Regions from separate parts of the Mus musculus genome. Here region 2 is linked to region 1. The links are chromatin contacts, called in public promoter capture Hi-C maps. All regions are on one chromosome and are shown on one strand. Each heading gives the region's core, a stretch centred on a gene start, on an enhancer-like site or on the middle of the called end of the contact. The rest is flanking DNA. Distances are from core to core; before and after follow the strand shown. Region 1 holds the start of Apobec4 (apolipoprotein B mRNA editing enzyme, catalytic polypeptide-like 4 (putative)). Region 2 holds the start of Stx6 (syntaxin 6).

Region 1 (7,593 bases), core at 4,837-7,336:
TTTCCAAGAAAGCAGGAAATAGAAAATATAACTTGTTTTTCAGAAGCAGATGAAAAGACAAAATAAATATGAAGATTTGGAAAAAATATACATTTGTCATGTTACGTAATTTAACAACTATTACCAGTGGAGCAGCTAATGACTTTGACAGCACATCAGCAAAAAGTGATTATCAAATATTTAATAAAATTCATAAAATATTTGGTATTGTATTCTCTACAATAAAGGACCAGTATATAGGATATTTGTTGAAATCTAGCCATCACTTTTATTAGCATAAGATTTCAATTAAATGGATGTGACTGGGATAAAGTGTTAGAATAGATCATGGGTAAAGGACTGGTGATGAATTCTGAGAACACATCTTGGTCCATTTCAAATGAATATTTAGAATTGGTACCCTTAGCTCCTGACACTGCTCTAAAATGTCTTCCTGTGTGTCTATCAACACCTCTTTGACTGGTTTTCTTTGTTATGATGCTTTTCAACAAAAATATATCAACAGGTTAGCTACATCATGTCCTCTAACTAGTGTTGACACTGATTCAACACAGACTAAGCAGATAAAGCAAGCCGATTGGTCACAATAAAGATTTTGAAAATGAACACGCTAATACAAAGTGTTTATAAAATATGTGTACATAGAACAGTAAATATAGAGTTTAAGGACCAGAAAGACATCACGGTAGACTAAAACTGCTAGCCAAGCAAACCTGCAGAGGCCAGGTCAATTCTCAGCACATTACAGGTGCAATGCTCCACATCTGTAGCCCACATCCCTATTCTAAGATGAGAAGTGGAGACAGGAGACTCACACAGAGCTCGTGAGGCAGCTAGCCTGGAACACGCATGCAGTACAGAAGCAGAGATAACCCGAGACCCTGATGAAACAAGAAAAAGGAGAGAACCCACTACCATCTAACCAACTGCCCTCTGACCTCCACACACTCACCATGATGTGCATCACGTGTGTGTGTGCACGTGTGCTCACACACACCTTCCCCCCACCCCCCACCCCTGAGACAGGGTTTCTCTGTGTAGCCCTGGCCATCCTGGAACTCACTCTGTAGACCAGGCTGGCCTCGAACTCAGAGACCTGCCTCTGCCTCCCAAGTGCTGGGATTAAAGGCGTGCACCACCACTGCCCAGCCACACACACCATTTAAAACATACATATTTCTACTCCATGGGTTTGATGAGAGTCACAGTGAATCTCAATGTTAATTAACAATGCACATACTTTCAATAATCATCATGTATCATTTTTGTAATTCTATGCCTTTTTCTATTCTATTCTTCTACAAAGAGAATTATTTTCTTTGTTCTGTTGGTATTTACACAATGGAAGACATACAGAGACGTACCAATAAAACAGAATACAGAGGCCCAAAATGAACTTTGACATAGATGCTCAAATGATTTTCAGCAAGGGTACCACACCACCAGGGTGGGAGGTGCTGCTCTAGTCAACAAATGTTACTGGGAAAGCTGGACTATCCACAAGCTACAGGCTGAAACTGGAGCTCTGTCCCACACTGCACACACACACACACACACACATGCACACGCACACAATCTTAAAACGGATTAAAGATCTAGCTACTGGGACTGGAAACTAAAACGCCTGGGAGAAACCTAGGGTATAATCTTGACCACACAGGTCTTGGTGACCATTTCTCAGCTAAACAACAGAAGGACACACTACCAAGGCAAAGCCAGGGCTGGGCACACGGTTCCGAGGTGGAGTGCTCACCTCACACACCCAAGGCTGTGGGGTCAAGTCTCAGTGCCAAAAAACAGGTAAGCATTCTGCATACATTTATTAAGCACTCATTTTTTTTAATGTACAGATCAGTTGGACTGATTGTAGAAAAATGGTCTTATGTTTTATTTGCCATTTTGTTCTTTCATAAAATAATTTGTATTACATTTAAGAATGATTGTGTTTTAGATCTAGTTTAGTTGTATTTATGGTTGGAATGTTAAGTGAGTCCTGCCAGTTTGAAGCCTTCTTTGGAGCGTACTGTGCAGAGGTCACGGTGGCACCTTTCCCTACCCTTCCCTCTCCTTCAGGGAAGTCACCTTTAATCCGCAGCATTTGCTGCTTGCTGCTCCTGGACAATGAGAGAAATCCACAAGGAAGAATGCTAAAGTGTCCGCCAACCAGTCCCGGAGTTTGGACTGTGCTGCCACCCTGTGGCCATTTTATCTACAAATTCAAATGAGAAGATCCATCTTTTGCTCCTCCCACCCCTCTTTGAGATAAGGTCTTGTGTAGCCCAGGTTGGCCTAGAACTGCCTACATAAGCAATGATAATCCCAAACTCCTCCTGATCCTCTTGCCTTTGTGTTCCTATTGCTGGGGTCACAGGCCTGAACCACCATGCCCAGGATCCTGGCTTTTCTGTCTTCTCCTCCTTTCTGCCCACCCTCTCCTTTCTCTCTCTTCCATCAAACTACCTGGCAAGCTCCACAAAGCCTCCTGAGTCCTCTGCCTTTCTTCACCTCAGGCTTGCTTTTTAAATCCAAGTCCCATTTCCCTGTGACTTACTATGTAGGTTTGAGCATTGAGAGATTATACCAAACTGAAACACAAGATAGATTATGTGATTAATTAAATACGATGTGCTCTAATAAAAGTTAATAACAGGAGCCATAAAATATAAATTACTCTGTCACCCAAAAAGAGCATTACCTCCTATGCAGCCTTCATAAGCGCAGCTATCTTGGCTATATCCCAAATCAGGCTGCCGATCACTGACTAAAATATCCAACCGAGTAAAGGTCTTTTTAAATCCGAATTCTATAATCTTTATTACAACTACATACTTTGATATGGATGATGCACATAGTTCATCAGAATGATTATGAGGGAGCTGGAAAGATGGCTCAGCAGTTAAGAGTACTGACTGCTCTTCCAGAGGTCCTGAGTTCAATTCCCAGCAACCACATGGTGGCTCACAACCATCTGTACTGAGATCTGATGCCCTCTTCTGATGTGTCCAAAGACAGAGACAGTGCACTCATTATAAGTAAAATAAATCTTTAAAAACACAACAGAAAGATTATGAAACTGGGAGGCGGACTGAGACAGCAGCTTCTCCCTCCTGCTAAGCATCCACCAGCAATGTTCTGCTTCAGAACTATGGGCAGAACTTTCTTTTGCTGCTGGTGGTGGTGGTGTTTGTTTCCTTTGGACAAACAAAGTTCAGGGTTATCCTTAGAATCCATGTAAAAGCCAGATGCAGCAGCACAAGCATCCATATTCAGCATGTCCTCCGAGACATCGGAGGCAGAGGCAGGGCAAGCATCCGTATTCAACATGTCCTCCGAGACATCGGAGGCAGAGGCAGGGGAATCACAGAAAGCTCCAAGGCCAGCAAACCCAGAGATGGTGGCAGTAAACACTGAAGCCCTTTCTCAAGCAAGGCAGGCCACACACAAGGCTGTCCTCTGAAGATGCAAGGGCACCTGACTACTCACTAAAGTCTGGGAAGCAAAAGGAAAGGAGTGTAGTGAGGAGACTGGCAAGGTACAGAGTCCGGTCCGACGAGATAAAAGGACAACCTCTAACATTCCACAGTTAATTGTGTGCTGCAAAAGTATGTGAAGACTTCAAATGTTTCCAACAGAAAGAAATAATAAATATTTGAAGTGACAGTGTGATGGTTTATATATGTTTGGCCCAGGGAGTGGCACTATTAGGAGATGTAGCCTTGTTGGAATATGTGTGTCACTGTGGGCATGGGCTTTGATACCCTAGTCCTAGCTGCCTGGAAGTCAGTATTCTGATAGCAGCCTTCAGACGAAGATGTAGAACTCTCAGCTCCTCCTGCGCCATGCCTGCCTGGATGCTGCCATACTTCCACCTTGATGATAATGGACTGAACCTCTGAACCTCTAAGCCAGCCCCAATTAAATGTTGTCCTTATATAAGAGTTGCCTTGGTCATGGTGGCTGTTCACAGCAGTAAAACCCTAACTAAGATGGTTATACCAATTAGCCTAATCATTACACATAAGTATCTTCCATTGTTATGTGATAATTAGAAATTTAATATATATTTTAAATATCAGTGAGCTTCCTAAAACCACCCAAGTACACAAGTGGATGTATTACATGGTGCATGTTTGCTGCTGCTTCTGGCTTAACATTCTTTTTTTTTTTTTTTTTTTTTTAGTTTTTCGAGACAGGGTTTCTCTGTGTAGCCCTGGCTGTCCTGGAACTCACTCTGTAGACCAGGCTGGCCTCGAACTCAGAAATCCTCCTACCTCTGCCTCCCAAGTGCTGGGATTAAAGGTATGCGCCACCACTGCCCAGCCTGGTTTAACATTCTTTAGGACATGATTTAGTGAGTATCTAACCCACCACTGAAGTTGCATGCTACACACAGGATGACCAACAAGTCTGTGGGGCTTGTTTCCTCCTTTTCCTGCTTGACTAGACCTATGGCATGCCAAGTCCTTTTTTTATTATATAATATCTCAAAAGCTTATAAAACTACCACATTTTTTAGATTTACTTAAAAAAAAAATAGATAAGATCTTACTAGCCCTGGCTAGCCTAGAACTCAATACAAAGCTCGCCTCAAACTCACAGACATCTGCCAGACTTTATTCCGTTCCCCAACTGCTAGGAATAAAGGCATATACCACCACACACAACTTTTTATATATTACTGTATGGTGGAGTATCACTGTTAGAACTAAGCAGGAGATGAAGTATGAGAATCAACTTTCAGTCATGAGTAAATTCCGTGAGGAGATGTTCCAGACGTAACAGCAAAACCAAGAAGGGCGTGATTCAGGCAAAAGGTAGGTAGGGAAGGATGAGATCCAACAGCGAATGTGCCACAGAAAAGCAACTGAACACCATTAGCTGAGAACGGACTAGTGCACTAGAGACCCTGGGAAACACAGAGCCCAAGAGAACACAGCCAGCCTCCAGGGAGCCCCGTGGCTGGGAGAGGACAGCTGACAACGGCCACCAGAGTCTGACAACGGAAGCACAACAACGGAAGTAACACCAAAACCAGCAAACAGGAGGTGCCTCTGGGAGCCCATTCTCCCTGAGGAATCAGAGCTTATGCTTAAAAGCTGTTCCTAGTAACTAATAGACTACACAGCGAGTCCGCACTTACTCATTCAAGTAGCCTGAGGAAGAACAAGGGATCACAACGAGCAGTGTCCTGAGTCTGAGAAATGGGGAGCAGGAAGACGAGGCCAGTGAGAGAGTGAGAAAGGATGAAGAGAGAAAGGCCGGGCTGCACCAAAAGCAATGCTTGTCTCACGTGAACAGAGCCACGCATACAGGTAGCATGGGTTCCCCAGGGAACTTCTGAGAGGAAGGAAAGAGCTGTCACTTCCCATGATTTGTGTTTAGACAAAGTCAAACACTCCCTCTGGGGCTGGGAAGATGGCTCAGCAGTCACAAGCACTTTTGCTCTTGCACAGGACCTGAGTCCAGTTCCCACCACCCAGGTGGTGGCTCGACACCGTTTGTAACTCCAGCTTCAGGAGCTCACACATACTCTTCTAGTTTCCTCAGGTACTGCATTCATATATAAATAAGCAGGGCAAAACTCTCATATAAAATAAATCTTTTCTTTAAATGTTACCAAAAATAGATAGGTAGATAGATAGATAGATAGATAGATAGATAGATAGATAGATAGAAGTCCCTTTGTGGACTTAGGGTCTGTTGGTCCAAACTTGCTCTCCTTCATCTCTAGCTGAAGCCACTTTAGCTCAGGGAACAGAAAAGCAGATCTCCCTGGCTACTGCACAGACAAGAGAGTCCCAAACCTTATCCACACACTAAGCCTGGATTCTAGTCTACATGTGAAAGAGATGCTGAGAAGAGGACCTGAGGTTTTATTCTTACAGTCACAAGGGGAAAAAACTCAACGCATGTACTTAACCAGATATCACCCTTTTATCCAGGCTGGAATAAGTATGCAGACATGTATATTTTCATCTTTGGAACAGGTGGTTTGATATGCAAATAAAGTAATAAGTGTCAGAGCCGTATCCTAGCAGTAGCTACTTTCCAAACGTTGCCATGGCACCAATTCAACAGTGTTCTTAGAGGCAGCCACACCTCAGCAAGAACTAACCTGGACCAGAAAAAATTAAAAGAACTAATAGAAACAGAAAAGGATTCCTGCTGTGGTATCCGAGACGAGTCTTGATGGCACAGGTGCCCTCTGAATCTACGTGAAGCAAGGCATGGGACTTTAAGAAGACAAAGAACCAGTGCCTCTAACACCTGCAGTGTGAGCCAAGCCTGGAGACAAAGATGGTAATTATAAACCGCTAACAGTTGTTTTTAGCTCTGAGCAGATTGCACACGGATTGGGAAGGGCAAACTCCACTCTCCAACTACTCCAGTGCGAACTGTGCCTTAGCAGCACTCCTAGCTGAAGCAGGAGCAGTCTGTCCTCATTGTGTGTGCGTTTGTGTTAAACGGAGGAAGCGTGTCCTCCCTCGGCCAGTCCAGGGCCACTCACCACTGTCAATGAAAGAAAGTCCTTCAGCAAGTTGGGCTCCCCACATCTCTCATGCTTACTACCAACAAATCTGCTTGCTCTTCAGAGGGCAACATATATGTACCAAACACAGGCAAAAACGATGGGGGCAGGGGAGGGGGCAGTAGTAACACAAGTAGCCCGGGACACAAGCCAGAACCCACTTGACTTGTGAGCCAGTGCAGGCTGCTGAGGTAGCCCTGAGACACCTGGATAGGTGACTGACAATAGAAATAATCGACTTAAGACTAAGCAATAACAAATTCATACAATAAACCCTGAGTTCTATAAAAGCTTAAAGGGAGTGGCGCTCTCTCCCTCAGAGCATGCTGGCGAAAGGACAGCCCAGGAAGACTAGAAAAAGAGAAAGCTCCAGTAGAGAACCTCAGATAGTTGTCACAGAAAAGACATTAAGAAAAATGGGACTCCAGGGCACCCTCATTTATACCAAGGCCATTGGTCATAAAGATCACCTTTCAGACAGTAATGTGCCGTGTCTGCCTAAGGCTGAAACACAGGCAGGAGTGGGGTAGAAATAAGGATATTTTGGGGAGAGTAATCAGGAGTTTCATGTTGCTGCCTTTATTGTAAAAGACTAAGGACCTCATGATTTCCTCATGGCAGTTTCAGGTCACATATTCTTAGTTCCACACATCAGCTTAAAAAATAATAACAAAGGCAGAAAAGGCCCTCAGGGTACTTTCCCTATCTTCTGTGGAACAAAACACTGATACATAAAGGAGAAAACCTCACCTGTACCAGTTGGTCTTCCGATTGCTGGGGGGCATCACTGTTCCTTCTGTCTGTTCCAAGTGCATGTGTCGAGCGTGTGTGCCCTGTTCATACTGTGTGAGCACGTGGTGGAGTGTGTCTGCATCTGTGCGTACAGGAACGTGGAGGCCCGAGGCTGACCTCTACTGTCTTTCTCCACTGCTCTCCACCTTTGTTTTCTGAGACAGGCTCTATCACAGAACCCGGAGCCTGCCATTTTGGCTAGTCTGGCACGACATCTTGCCCAGGATTCTCTTGTCTCCCTTGAGCTCCAGGATTACAAATAGGCTGCCCTG
Region 2 (7,363 bases), core at 1,339-3,838, 2.4 Mb after region 1:
TATAGCACAATGTGTATGTGGTCGTCAGAGGACATTTTGCGGGAATCAGTTCTCTCCCTTCCATTGTGTGGATTCTAGGGATTGAACTTAGACTTCAGGCTTGGTGGTAAACACCTTTACTCACTAATTCATCTCACTGACTTCCGTGAACTATTCTTACATAGGACCAGAATGTTTGTAATCCTGAATTTTTACCATATTGGCAGGCATCTCTCATCTTTAAATCTAAGATTTGATGTGTGTGTGTGTGTGCGTGCGCGCACACATGCATGAATGTAGTGAAGGCCAGAAAAGGGAGTTAGATTCTTTGGAGCTGGATTTAACTGGCGGTTGTGAGCTGTCCAACATAGGTACTGAAATCTGAACTCCTATTCTTAGTACCAGCAGTAAATGCTCTTAACCACTGAGCCATCTCTCTAGATCCTTCATCTCTAATCTAAATAATGCACGTCATAAAAGCACATTACAACTTCATTTACTACAAAAAAAGTCCTTTTAAAAGGCTAACAAATTCATACACCTACTTAACTTTTAAACCTTAATTTAGATTTTGCATAATCTTTAAACCCTGTACTTTACATCCGTAGAGAAGTTCAAACTTCTAAAAGCTGCAAAATCATTCACATAGACATCTAAGTGACTTTCCGTGGAAGAGCCCACACTCATGTCTTGAGGTTGTGCCTGCCCCTTTCCTATACAACTCACTCTCTATATACTTAGTAAATGTGCTAACTTGACTTCACCATAGTTTATCCTGAAAATTTGTGGTATAGGCAAGATTGTGGCCATGCACCAGTGGAGGTCTGTAACACCCAAAGGAATGACTGGTAGCCACAGTGTTGGGCTGTATCTCCCTGCTGCTACTGACCCCTCTACCCCAGCTCTCTTTTCTGGCCTGAGAGGCTGCCCTGCTTGTCTACATCACTGATCCTTCCTGCCTTTAGCCACTGTTTAGGAGCCTCCCAGCCCAGCCCCACACACCCACAAAATACGCTGGTATCTCAGCTCTGCTATCTAGGCTGTGCATTTCTCCAGTTACCTGTGCCCTCTCATTATCTGGAATTGAATACTCCTCTCCACAGGCCTGGGAGCTCCTTGGGGACAAGAGTATTCATCTCGGAGTCCTTAGTGCCCTGAGCAGAGTAAAGAAGCTCAGGTGTGCTGGATTTTGCCAATACTTTGTACACTGTAGGAGAAAGATGTTACTATGGTATCCATCCAGAGACAGGACAGTCAACAATTAAGAACCTGGCTTGACACGGCTTCTGGGACTAGCAGAGCTGAGGTTTGACCTTCAAGGATCAGGCTCATCTGCTCTTCCACTTACATGCCATTGTCAATGAACATTTTATCTCTGAATTTCAGTAGGTAGGTAGCCAAAGCCTGCAACTCTCCCGGCAGCTCCCCTTCCCGACACCTGCCACCCACCGCTCCTTCAGGAGTTCAGAGAAGCCTGGCGTCTTTGACTTTTGCTTCTCACTTCTCTTCTCCTCCCTTCCTCTATCATGTCCTCTTGCTGTCCTCTAAACAACAGCTTCCTTCAGGGGTCCCTGACGGCATTGGGGCCTCAGAGTTCACATAACATTCCTCCTACTCCACCCCTACACATCCTGGCTGTCCTAGAACTAGCTCATTAGACCAGACTGGCCTCAGACTCATAGAGATCCATCTGCCTCTGCCCCTTGAGTGCGGGTCTTAATGGTGTGTGCCACCACCACCTTACATCTTAAAGATGAGGAATTGAATGGGGGACTTCAGGTTCAAAGGGAATTTGTTTGATGCAAGCTCCAAGGAGACTAAAGAATTTGGCTAAGTCACGTAACCTCTCGGAGTCCAAGCTCATTCATAAAATGAAGATGATAAATAATAGGAATGTGACAGTGAGATAACTTAGAATCCTGTCCAATGCTCAGTCACTGCTCAGTGATTATCAATAATCAAAGGTCACAGTTCTCATCCAAGAAGTTACGCACAGTGTGTCTAATTGTGCCATATAAAATGCTCTGGATGTTCTGCAATCGTAGTTGAAAGGAAGTGATCCCGTCTGGCTCCTTCTTTGCTTTCAGAATGAAGTACAAATGTCCGGGATCTGTGGATCTGTGTGTCTGGGGTTGTGTGACCCTGTACAGGAAAGAATGAAGTCTCTAACAAATTAGAAACAGTAGGATCGTCCTCCAAAAGAGTATTGATTGAGGATGTTTATACAGCCTTTACACACTGCATGACCTAAGACCTTACCATAATCAGATCTTTTGAGAATCCTTTAGTGCAAGACGATGATTAGATGGGCATGTAAATCACAGGGAGTTAAAAGCAAGTATTAAAAGTAGAGAAAAGGTAAAAGGTCTATGCAAATCAGACACAGCAACAGCTTTCTTAAAATCCTCATTGCCTTCTCCAGGCAGCAGAAGACCGCCCCCACTATCCAGAGCCCCGCCTCTCGGGCCTAGTGACGCAAGCTAGGCTCCGCCCCTCTCCGGCGCAGGGCCTGGGCGATCTGGGTCACGTGAGCCTGAGTGCGGAAGTGAGGCTGCGGTACGCGTCCATGATTGGTAGTGGCGAAGGTTCTGGGGGCGGGGCCAGACGCCGGAGGTGCCGGGGGAGGAGGCTGCCGTGGGGGCCGGCTTGGAGTGGGATTCGACCCGCGGCGCTGACCGACTGCTGGACCGACGGCCGACGGGCACCCGGGTCTGCGCGCACTGCTGCTCCGGGTCGCCCCGGCCGAGGCGCTGGCCACGGTAGACCTCAGGGAGGGCTCGGGCTGCCGGGCCGGGCGCCATGTCCATGGAGGACCCCTTCTTTGTAGTGAAGGGGTGAGTGTGGGCCGAGGACTCCCGCCTCAGAGAGAGGGGAGGGAAATCGAGGCAGGGCGACACAGCCTCTGTGCTCGGACACCGCGCGTCGTTTGGGGCCGGGCCCCTGGGGTCCCACTATCGGCCCGCACCGCCACTTCCTCGGGGTCGCGCGCCGCAGGTGGGGAGCGACGCGCCGGAGCCGGCCGACAGCATCTGGGCAGGAAAAGGGAAATGGCCCTCTTGGAGTGGGCGTGCGCGGGGGCGAGCTCCATTGTGGAGTCGTGGAGCTAGCTCGGGACGGCCACCCCGCGGCTTGCCCGGTAGTGTCCAGCGGGTGCGGGAGCCGGTGCGGGAGGACGCGCGCTTTCCCGGGGGAGGAAAAGTCCTCCAGGCCGGGTGCTGATGTTGGAAGGAAAACAATATGCAATCAGCCAAACCAAACTTTCCGAGGGTTTCTTGTGAGCCACCGGGGTTTTCCCACCGTGTCGAAGGAAATGAGTGTTTCTATTGAACTCCTTGGTTTCATCCTGGGTGTTTGACAGGTTTCCCTCACTTCACGTTCTGCCTTTTTAGAAGCCTACTGCCCTCGTTTTGCGACAGAACTGTCCTGACTCCATCTTTGTTTATCTGTTGGGAGATGAAAACATCAATTGCACTTTGTTGTATCAACTTTGTAGCCATTACACAAAAGCAAGAAAGCGCAATTATGATGTCGCAACTTATTTCTAATAATGTGTCAGTTTTATGCTTTGAATGTCAGAGAAATGTCAAAAATCTGAGAACTGCGAAGTTAAGACAGAGTAAGTTCTACTGACTGCAAAGTGTTCTTTGCTTTTAACTAGTTGCTACTTGCATCTTACTTGTATAGTGGTAAAAGCTGACCAGTTGTGTGGGTGTTTGTTTTTGTATTTAAGAGTCCTGGGAAACTTAAAATGAGATACTTTACTATCCTTGGTGTGTACAGTCAATGCACAATCAAATATATTATGACTGCTTTTTTTTTTTTTTTTGGCTTTTTGAGACAGAGTTTCTCTGTGTAACTCCCTTGAACTCACTGAGATCTGCCTGCCTCTGCTTCCTGAGTGCTGGGATTAAAGGCCAGCTTGGCTAAGATTGTCTCTACGTTTCCTTAAAAGGGTTTTTCTTTTGCCTTGCTTTAATTTAGTCGGGGAATAGGAAGGTATATATTTAACAGTAAAATCTGCCTACCTGGAAATTGTGTTCTATATTATGGAATTGATTAAGATTTTAGTTGGTTTTGTTTTTAAATTTAGAGTTAGAGTTGTATACTTTTCCCTTGAATGGAAGGGTTTTCTTGGGTTTTTGTCTTATTTTGTGGAGTGGTAAGTGAATGTTGTGGCATGCATGTGGAAATCAGAGGACAACTTGCAGGAACTTCTCCTCTTTCACTGCGTGGGTCTCAGGGATCTAACTCAAGTCTCAGGCTTGGCCGCAGGCACCTTTGTCTGCTGAGCCATCTCACCAGCCCCAGAACTGAAGTTTTTGACATTCAGGTTGCAAAGGTTATCTCTGGCAGTGAGTAGATAGCAGAGGTAACCAGCGGATTTCTCTGTTCGCCTTTGAGGGAAACATGGAAAGTTCTTTATTGCTCAGCCATATTGGTATTTACCCCTGCAAGTCTACTAGCACTTACTTTACTTGCTGACTAGGTATTACTACTCTATTAGGACACTGTCCTCGGTCACTTGTTGCAGGAGAAAAGACAAGCCAGCCACATCAGTGTCTCAGGATGTGTGATAGCATATCCATGAACATCATTTTATTAACAGGATTGAGGGCCACTGAGATATCTTGGTAGATAAGGGCTCATGCAGCCAAGCCTGATGACCTGAATTTGATCCCCAGAACCCACCTGCAGGAATTTACACACACACACACATACACACACACACACACACACACACACACACACACACACACACTCTCTCTCTCTCTCTCTCTCTCTCTCTCTCTCTCTCTCCAAAGTTTCAAAAACAAGATTATTGAAAATGCATCACAGGGTAGAAAAAGTAAAGATGCCTCAAATATGACTCTGAAACAAGGTGCTTCTAGAGTAATCAGCGGAATAAATCACATCAGAATTAAGTAGACATGACAGGTGATCGGTAAGTGTAGCAGTGTTTCCTAGAGATGATGAGCATCTCAGGTGTTCAGAGAAAAGGCAGTGCCTTAGGAATTGTTATGGTGGGAAAAGCTATTGGAACAGGGATGTTTTGAAGGTAGCAGAATTCAGACAACTTAGACCTCTTTCTCCTGTCTAGGGATTTAGAAAAGAGACATGCTTCCTGCTTCCATTTTATTTCTTCTATCTTTTTTTTTTTTTTTTTTTTGGTTTGTTTTTGTTTTTCGAGACAGGGTTTCTCTGTGTAGCCCTGGCTGTCCTGGAACTCACTCTGTAGACCAGGCTGTCCTCGAACTCAGAAATCCGCCTGCCTCTGCCTCCTGAGTGCTGGGATTAAAGGTGTGCACCACCACTGCCCGGCTCTTCTGTCTTTTGATGTGTTTGCTTAAAACTACTCAGTGGAAGCGGGAGGTGGTGACACAGGTCTTTAATCCCATCACTCCAGAGGCAGAGGTAGGCAGATCTCTTGAATTTGAAGCCAGCCTGGTCTACAAAATGCTCCAGGACAGCCAGAACTACATGGAGAAACTGTCTCAAAACAAACAAACTAACCAAACATGCAAAAACCAAAACCAAAAAACCAAACAAACAAAAAACTGAACCAACCAACCAATTTCTGTTGAGCAGAAATATAAAGCAAATTCCACTTTCTTCTCTTTTTGTTCTTACTTTTTTGTTTTTTTGGTGGCCAAGTCTCTTGTATTCCAATCCAGCCTTGATCTTCTGAGCGTGCCTCTGCCCTTTGATTGCTAGAATTATGAGCATGCATCATTTTACATTTTCTACTACTTACATTAAAAAAGAAGTAAAAATAATTTAACATCTGTTAGTAGATTTGAAAATATTATTACTGCTGTGGGTTTTGCTGTTTGTCTGTTTTGTTTTTGAGCTAGGGTCTTGTTGTGTAGAACTTGCTGGCTTGGTATATGCAGTGTAGTGCAGGGTAGCCTTAAACTTGGTATTCATTCCTCAGCCTCCTGAGTGTTGACATTATAGGCATGCACTTGGCTTCAACATGCAATTAAACATTATTTGTATAAAGTTTTCAAAATTTGTTATTTTAAACTTCTATCTCATTTCAATTTGGATGTTAAAACTTTGAATATATTGTCCTATATTTAGAATTCATTAAACTTACAATCCAAAAGATATATTCAGAATCTGGGGTGATAGGGTACATTTGTAATACCAGCACCTGGGAGTCAGCGGCAGAATGAACAGATGTTCAGAAGCTAGCTAGCCTCATAATGAATTTGAGGTTAGCCTGAGCTACTTGAGATCCTACCTCAAACAAGAGGAAGAGGAAGAGGAGGAGGAGGAGGAAGAGGAGGAAGAGGAGGAGGAGGAGGAGGAGGAGGAGGAAGAAGAAGAAGAAGAAGAAGAAGAAGAAGAAGAAGAAGAAGAAGAAGAAGAAGAAGAAGAAGAAGAAGAAATAAGAAATTCACATGCCCTACTTGCTTCAAACATGAATACCACTTTTTTGGCAAACAAATTGCATATTAGTTTTTAAATTAATTAAATACTAGTTACTCAGTGACAATGCTTTCAAAGTTCTTAGTTGTACCTGAATAGTTACATGTGAATTTAATATTGACAGCACAGTATGGCCCTTCAAGGTCTAAACAGGTGTAGCCTACTTAGTGTCAGTTAATGGCTACCTGCTGCAGAATCAAAATGCAAAACCAAAACACTCCTTGATGATGTTACTGTCAACCTGAATTCAGCTGAATTTAGAAAAAAATCTGTTTTTAATTACCAACAGTTTTATACATTTTTGACCCTAACTCACTGTCATAATATTCGTTACTTCTACATTACTATGACCAAATTACTAGAGAGAATAAGAGAGGAAAGACTGATTTCTGCCATAGGGTTTCAGAAGGGTTCAATCCATGCTTGGGCAGAACATGGTGTCAGTGGGAGAGTGTGGAAGAGGGGAGGTGTTCATTCATGGCAAGCAATAGCAGAGAGAGTGAGACAGGAAGGGCCAGGGACAGGATACCCCCAGGGACAGACAGATGGGCAGACAGACAGACAGACACACAGTGACTTACTTCTTCCAGCTTTTGAGAGCTCCCAAACAGCACCAGCAGCTGCCCCCTTCAAACCGAAGGCACAGCACGCTGCTCCCACAATGCCCCGTGCTAGTCCTCACAGCACTGACTCTGCAGGCCAGGTCAGCTCAGGAGTGAGTCTGACTTGACCTGACTGTCACTACACCTGATTCGAGACACTTGTTTTCTTGACATGGCTCTTGTTCCTGTGACCTGTGCTTTCTAGTGTACACTGACTTTCTTTCCCACTTGATCCCATATTCACTCCTCAGAGTCCTCTTACAACTTTTGGGTACTCACCAGCATTCAGGGGTTCAGAGCACCTCTTTAAAGCTGCTCAGTCTCTAACTGTCTTTCCAACCCCAGCCCCT

The links. Promoter capture Hi-C pulls out the DNA fragments that hold promoters and counts their contacts.
Region 2: a contact with region 1 is called in a promoter capture Hi-C map of pre-B cells, with 4 times the contacts expected there. The contact joins the promoter of Stx6 here to the promoter of Apobec4 in region 1.

The regions. Positions count from the first base shown.
Region 1 is chr1:152,744,465-152,752,057 of GRCm38.p6, forward strand. Apobec4 (apolipoprotein B mRNA editing enzyme, catalytic polypeptide-like 4 (putative)) reads left to right here and starts at 6,087. Exons shown (of 2, transcript NM_001081197.1): 1 at 6,087-6,300. It also overlaps a transcript of Rgl1 not described here.
Region 2 is chr1:155,156,115-155,163,477 of GRCm38.p6, forward strand. It overlaps Stx6 (syntaxin 6), which reads left to right and starts at 2,589. Exons shown (of 8, transcript NM_021433.3): 1 at 2,589-2,813. The coding sequence starts at 2,779.